2 separate regions of the Gossypium hirsutum genome follow, and region 2 is linked to region 1. Evidence: chromatin contacts called from public Hi-C data. All regions are on one chromosome and are shown on one strand. The core of a region is the stretch at or near the end of the contact, and the rest is flanking DNA. Distances in the headings are between cores, read along the strand shown.

Region 1 (3,840 bases), core at 696-3,195:
ATTAAATTAGTAGGTGAAGCAGAAGTTAAGAAGAGCATTCTAAAGAAATTGCAGAAGAAAAACAGATGGGGTATTATTATTCACACAACAGGCACCCAAAAACAATCCACTTACATAAAATATCACATTATTTGCACGCTGATAATTCTAAGAAATCGCTAAGAATGCAACTAAATTTTTTTTCCAAAACAGAGGTCTTACAGAGAGGAGACGGAGCCGGTTATCTTTCACACAGCAGTAATCCCGATCGACAACGAAAGCAGCTAAAAAGAGAGCCAGATCAACCCACGTCCTTAAGAACCAGCGTAATGTAGTGTTTGATGCTAAGCTATGCCGCATAGCAGCAAAGAAACTAGTAATTCTTAGACACCAATGGCAATAAGGGTTAATGCCCGGAAGCACAATCGATCCAACCCTATTTGGGTGTCATCATGAGCTCCACAATGGGGACAAACAACACAACCAATCCCCAAATTCAGCACTCGGCTCCCCTCTCCAATCTCAAAACCCTAAACAATTGCTCTAAAACCCTAATTAATCATCAAATAGAAGTGCTGCGGAAAAACCCTAATCTGAATCCATTCATCATCCATACTCCAAATTATCTGCCTCAAAACCCTAATTCCCTAACCCTAGGAATTCCAACTAGCAATCATCTTCCACATCCTCGCACACACAAAAAAGCAACAACCATACACAAATATTTATAGAATCTATATATACTCCCAACAACAAGAAGGGTAAAATGGTCCACCAAATCTTAACGCGGATCCTCGTCTCTTCGACCCGATCCTCCCGGAGCACCCGACAACGAGGCTAACAAGTTTAGGTGACCAGGAAGATAATTGCCGACCCTAGCCGCCGACGCTTCTCCCATCGCTTGCTGTTGTTGAACGAACAACGCAGCAGCAGCAGCGGGTTGCTGAGCAGCCGCCTGTACTACCATATCCGGCGGAGGCGGGGCCGCGAAGCTCCACAATTGACCAAAGTCTGGCCTTGCTGGAAGAGCCCAGAACCCACCCGGATGTGTCCCGTTCGGTCCCACAATGGAACCCACTCCTGGTCCAACAGTGAGCCCTCCGGAATCGTCCTTTCCGGCGTTATCGTCGTCGGACCGGACGCGTTTCCCAAGTATAAACGGGGTAGGACCCAAAAGAGGCTTATGATCCAAAGACGACGAAGAAGTGGTCGACGACAAAGAAGTAGAATTAGCTCCGCGGAGGGAAACCGACACGGTGGAAAAACTAGCAGGAGTCGTCCCTGTACCAGTGGCGGCTATAATAGAAGGCTCAGCCTGACGCAACAGCCACTCGATAGTCTGACCATCGGATTTATGACCCAATTCGCGGGTCAACTGGAAAACACGAGCAGCGCAAATGATGGGCATCCTGATCCTTCTCCCACGACCATCAACTTTGCTGTGACGGTCTTTGGTGGGAGGCTTTTTAACTGCGAGTGAACCATTGGCTGCCGGCGCCTGATGTCTCGGTGGGTCCATTAACGATCCGTTAGTAGCAGCAGTCTCTGAATTGGACATCGTGGGGGCCGGAGTAGGACTACCACACTCTTACCCTTTATGTAGTTTAGCTTTAGCTTTCGCGTCAAAGACTATAAAAGCTTTGTCTAGCTGTTTTGGGGTAATTGCTGGAGAAGGTTAATGGACACAACCCACAAAAAATCTAGAAAGAAAAGGAAATGGAATTAGAATTTCTTTCACAAACAAAGATGGTGTGTGTCCGTGAGAGAGAGAGAGAGAGGGAAGAGAATGGTGATGATTGAGAGGCAGATGCTGGTGGAGAGAAGAGGGAGGGCACATGGGTGGTGGGTCCCACTGTACATATCCCCCCCACAGCTCATACCCTCCTCCCTCCGCCTTTCTTTTCCCCGCGATTTCTCTGTTTTTATTCCACGCGCCTCCTCCTCCCAATTTTTCACTTCATTTTTGTTTTTGAGATAAAAGCGATATTTAGAAAATTTTTGGATCCTGTTAAATTTGAGAATTTTTTTTTTTTAAATTTGGTTATGGGTAAATTTAAAAAAAATTTTAAGAGAGATTAGAATGATATATTTTTAATATATAAATTTATAATTTCACTATATATTAATTTATGATTGTATTATTTGTAAAATAAATTAATTTTTTTTTCATTTAGAAGACAAAATGTAATTTTATGACATGTAAATTTATAATTTAATAATTTATAAAAAAAAGTTAGAAATGCAATTTTTTATTAGAAAGCTAGGACTCATATAACACTATTATTGTACTATGTCTTTACCAAAAATATACTTTTTTATATAAAAAAAATTAGGGGACTAAAATTGAGAAAAAATTTTCAAATTTGAGAGACTAATGTGGAAATAAAGGTTTATGCACAAAATGGAAAAAAAATTAAAGATTAAATATTGTATTAATTTCAAAATCTGGATTTTTTTAATACATTGTCTAAATTACTCATGCTTGTCTAGCCAAAAGAATCCTTAAACAGAATTGAGCTTACGTTTGCTAAAATTTCATCTTTTTACTTTACATAAAATTTTTAAAAATTAATGAATTATAATCCTGTTAAACCCTCCTCCCAGTTGCGTTTGTCTCTATTTTCTTTGTTTTGGTAAGTAGGACAAATTGAAGTAAAAATTAAAATTTTAATTTTCGTGAAAGAATGAATTTTGTTTTTATTTAATTTATCAAAAAAGGGACCGTCCTTTGAGTAGATGGAAGGTTCCAGGTACGTTCAGTAATTTCATTATTATCCATTTCTCACTGTTTATTAATAGTTCCCCCCTCATATTTAATGATTCTTTGCAAATAAGGCTTTTAGCTTAATATTAAATTTAATATTATCTGAATTTTATTACATTTTACGATGCGTAAATTATATATGAATTCTTATTATATGTAAATTGTGTCTAAATTTATTTTTATTTAAGTTGCGATATGTTTTATGTCTCGTTTGGTTACTAGTGTAATAATATGAGAAAAAAAGTTTATTACATATATATTGCAATAGTTAGATATAAAATAAAGAATAGTTAGTGCAAATTTAAATTTAAAATTAGAAAAATAAGTAATGCTCTTGTAAAAAATAAGCGAAAATGAGTAATAATTTGTGTAGGTTGGATTCAACTTTACTTAAGTCAATTCACCGTAAAACATGGAAATTAAATTTTGCTTAAATTTGTTTATATTTATAGATGACTAACTCAAGCTGATTTAAGTCACTCGTATCATTTTTTTATTTAATATTTAGTAATTATATATTTTTATTACCATTACATATATTTGTTATTAAAATTCTTAGCATAAAGAACTTAACATTTTTTTAGGTTAATTTTTGTTGTTAACCTTTGTAATTTTTGAATTGGTCAATTTAAGTCATTATACTTTTAAATTTTGAAATTTTAATTTTGACTCAAATAACAGCTGTTAAATTTATTAGGTCAAGGAAAATTCTACAATATGCTCAAAGCGTATACCAAAATTTCTAACAAAAGTATTGGTATAGTGTTAGAAATTTTAGTAAACATAGAAAAAATTTGGTACGTTTTCCGAGTGTGCCATAGAACCGTCTACTAAATTCAATTATTAGTCTTGTATAATGTGTATAGTTGTAAATTTAGTCTATATTCTTCAATTAACCATTCTAAGTCAATATAGTTTCCAAAATTTGAAATTTCATTCTTGATGCTAATGACTATCATTAATCCATTAATGATATCTTTAGTGAGTAATATATATAATAAGTTGGAATGGCATTACACATATGATAATATTACTATATCAGATTTTAGAAGTATCAAAACTTAAAGAATTTAACAATTATCGTTTTGTGAAGATTC
Region 2 (4,002 bases), core at 905-3,404, 150 kb before region 1:
AGAATAGCTCCGTACCTGCAACAAGATGAAACCCGACACAAAAATCACTTCAGATAACTAATATAAACAATAGAAATGTTGTTCTTCATGCATGTATGTACAAATGTACTTGTGGAGATAACTTACATTAACCATCCAGTATTGCTAAAAGTGTGGAAAACCAGGTTTTTTCCATGCTCCTCTTCTAACCAATCAGCCAAGTGATTCACAAGCATGTCTACGTTTTGCTCGGCTTTCCCACCGGCTTGGTAACTGAGAATGTCAACCATCGGAAGTGTGAAAGTAATGACATGGTATCCCCTTGAAGTATACCACTCTGCATATCTCTGGAGATGTTTCTGCTTGGATCCTAACCACCCTAACAACACGACAACCGTACGAGACTTCACCGATGAACAATCTGAAGTCCCAGAAATATCGAACGCAGTCGGCTCAGGCAAATGCCATCTGTACAAAGCATCAGGCACTGTGGCAGGAACACTCTCCGGAAATGCAGCTGGCTTAGATCCTTTAGCTAACTCAGCTGACTGATATAAATTAACCAACAGAGGAGACGAAGCAATAGAAGAACATAGCATGTTCGGAACGAAATTCCGGCCTGAATTCGGAACCGGAAAGTTAAAAGTAGGTAACGGTACTCGAATCCTAGTAACAAAAGACAAGTTGGCAAGCTTGGAAGCTGATATAAGAGCAACCAATGATGAATTGGACTCCGGTAAGGAATTGGACATGGAAGTTTCAGTATCCGATGTAGGAGATGGGAGTTTAGCAGGAAAATCAACAGAAACAGACGCCATTGCAACAGCAGCAGCTGCCATTAAAGGACGTTGAATGACTCCAGACATGGATCCCATATTGAACCAATATGAACAAATCCCAAATAAACATTACAAATCAGTGCAAAAGTCTCAATTTAACGAGGGTCACCTGCAAAAAGGATAAGAGGATCAAATTATGACCCAACAGATGGAATAAAACACGAGAAAAGCAAGCAAGAATGTGTTAATACAATAAGCAAGCCAAGGTTGACATGTTCTATAGTCAAAGCTTTTATTATATAATTACTGGTCTTATTAAATGAAAGGAAAGGTAACCGAAAATGGGGTTGTCAAAAGATAGATATTGACAGCCTGGCAAGTTGTTGTATAGACAACACAGCGCCCACCGACCATGAACTATAGATTAGATTAAAACATAATGGGGAAAATTAAACAAGAAATAGCGCGTGCTTGGTCAGTTTTTAAAATAGTATCTAATAAACAAATAAAGGACACGGTTTCCTTGTCTAAGTCTTCATGCTTAAAGAACATGACAAAGATTGATGAAGAGCTGACCAATGAGTCCGACGATTTAGGAGCCCGTGGGGGTAGTTTAGACCATGACCCAATTTCCAAATTCCAATAGGATAGGGGTTTCTCGAAAGGAAGACTCTGCCGTGTAGAGGGATAGGAAATGAGTCAACTCGATCACGGCTCTAGTGGAATAACACGGTTAACCAAGAAACTCGAAAACCGTATGGCGGGTCAATTTTTGAATGGTGTTTTTTTTTTTTTTCCTGAGAATAAATTTTGATAAAACGAAACGAAATCACTGAAATAATTAAATATGAAGTTAATGGAATCCAAACGGCGGATGGCAAAACGAAAACCCAATTCAGAAAAACGAAGAATCAAGAAATCTCATTAAAATAATAAGACCAAAGAATTTTGAACCATTAATAAATTAATAAATAAATAAAAGTCACCTTGCTGAATGAACTCAACTGAAGATGAATGTAAAAGCGGATTGGGTCTCTCTTTTTTTGTCCTTTTTGTTTGATTGATAATGAAAAAGAAAGAATGCTGAAGTGTGGGTTTCGCTTTTTCGTGACAGTAAATAATGCGCCCTGCCTCTCTTCTCCTTGCCTGCAAATATATTTCTTCTTGCTTTCCTTGGTTCTTTTCTACCTCTTTATATCTTATATATATACACAAGCGTATGTGTATATATATATATCTTTTGGGTTGTGTTAGTCTCTTAGAATTGCCTGTATTGCACGCTAATAGTTTTCTGTAAGCAACAATATCGCTATTGATTATTTTCTAATAAAAAAAGAAGCAGAAAAAAAACCCAAAGCAGAAAAGGAGGAGGTTTATATATCTATATTTAGCGATAGAGGGAGTTCATATAAAAGAGAGAGAGGTGTCGATTACTCTAAACATGTTTAGAGTTGCTAGTAGGGTTTTGAAGTGTTATCAGTAAAATATGATAAAATGTAATTCAACCCTATTTTGTATAATCGATAATAAAAGAATAAGCGAATTTATTTAACGTGATGATAAAATTTTTAATGTAATTTAGTGACACTATAAGTTCGTATAAAAAAATTGTTCTTTGATCCAAAAGAATGACCTAGTAAAATAGATCGAATGAAGTAATTATATATTGCAATAATAATTTTAAAGTCATTACAATTTTAATAGAAAAAGACATTAATACCTGAACTTAAATTTTGAATTTTGAAATGTCAATACAAAATTTTACGCACTTACTCTTTTGAATTGTTGATACAAAATTATTTTTTTATACGAACAAATGTGAACCATTTTATTATTATAATAATAATAATTTTAAAGCTAAAATATTTAAAAAATTAATTTACTATTTTAAAAAATTTCTGAAACCTTAAATTCTCAGAAACCTTAAATTTTTAAATTTATTTAAAAATTAAGAATAAAATAAAAAATCAACGGTTGATAAACGTCTATGAGTATACAAACTTTCAGCTTTCTTCTTTCTTTTTTATTTCTTTCAACAATTCTGGACGGTATATCCTTCAAAACGGCATTGGCTATCCCTAAATTCTGTCTAAATGAAAACTGAACAATATTTTGCATTAAAAAAACACATTTTATTAAAAGATGAGACGAAACTTTAAATAAATTTCTTAATGAGTTTTAAATTGATTTAGCTTTAATTCATATTTAATATTACTTTTTTAATTAAAAGTATTTATAAAAAATATAAAGTATAAAAACAAATTTTTTAATAATAAATTAAATTCCTGTACATCCGAAAGAAAAAAGAAAATTGGAAGTGCAATATTAAACAATCCATGTAGTTTGGAGGATAATAATATTCCAAAAGATGATGGATGGCATATGCCCATACCCTTTCATTGTTAACATTTGTCCTTTCCTATCTCTCTTTTATTCCAATACGTATATAATTTGGAGTCCACATTTTTTTTCTAAGGGTTTTGAGTTATTTCCACTTCACTAAATGTATGGTATCACTAGAATAACTTATAGAAGTTAATTTTTCTATTTCAGCAATCAAGGTCTCCATTCCATCAACCCTGATGTTACTCTTATATAAGAGAATTATCAAGTGACCACCATTGATGCATTGGAAACTATTATCGAACAACTTTGTTAAGATAAATAATTATGATATTTAATATGAGAGTAAATTTCGAAATGAAGAGGATAAATCATTTAAAATCTAATTTTTATATATCTTTAATGCGGTTAGAGTCTTATTCAATTGGTTTATAAGAATTTTTGTTTACCTTTTTTATTGACAAAGTAAATACGTTTCTAGTGAAAATTTAAAATTTCAAATTTGTATCTCTCTTATATTAAATTTTAAAAAAAATCACATTTCTTAATCAATTACTTGGGTCATGTCTACGTCTTAATTGTTACTTAAGGTTAAAATATCTCTTACTCAAAAAGAGAACTTTTTTTTTCTTTTATTTATTTTAAATTGGTGAAACTATAAATAAAGAAACAATTAAATAGGGATAATTACAACTCATTTGTATTTTTAAAAAATAAATCTCAAAATTATACTTCAACTATGATTTATTGTACAAAATATATATATGAACTTTAATTTTTATATAATTTTATCCATGAAATTTTAATTTAATCCAATTCTTATAAATTATTAACAATTATTGATATAATATACATACATTAATAATTATATTTATTCAATATAAAAAATAAACTAATGTAT

The links. Hi-C and Micro-C count contacts between places; a contact is called where the count stands out from the background.
Region 2: a contact with region 1 is called in a Hi-C map of callus, with 1.7 times the contacts expected there. The contact joins the promoter of LOC107886879 here to the promoter of LOC107886883 in region 1. A contact is called at or near these places in 3 of 34 Hi-C or Micro-C datasets (anther, callus and leaf).

The regions. Positions count from the first base shown.
Region 1 is chrA03:107,660,314-107,664,153 of Gossypium_hirsutum_v2.1, reverse strand. LOC107886883 (transcription factor TCP21) reads right to left here and starts at 1,945. Exons shown (of 2, transcript XM_016810980.2): 1 at 202-1,945. The coding sequence starts at 1,537. The coding sequence ends at 761.
Region 2 is chrA03:107,809,494-107,813,495 of Gossypium_hirsutum_v2.1, reverse strand. It overlaps LOC107886879 (transmembrane protein 53), which reads right to left and starts at 2,154. Exons shown (of 5, transcript XM_016810974.2): 1 at 1,745-2,154; 2 at 127-927; 3 at 1-15. The coding sequence starts at 854.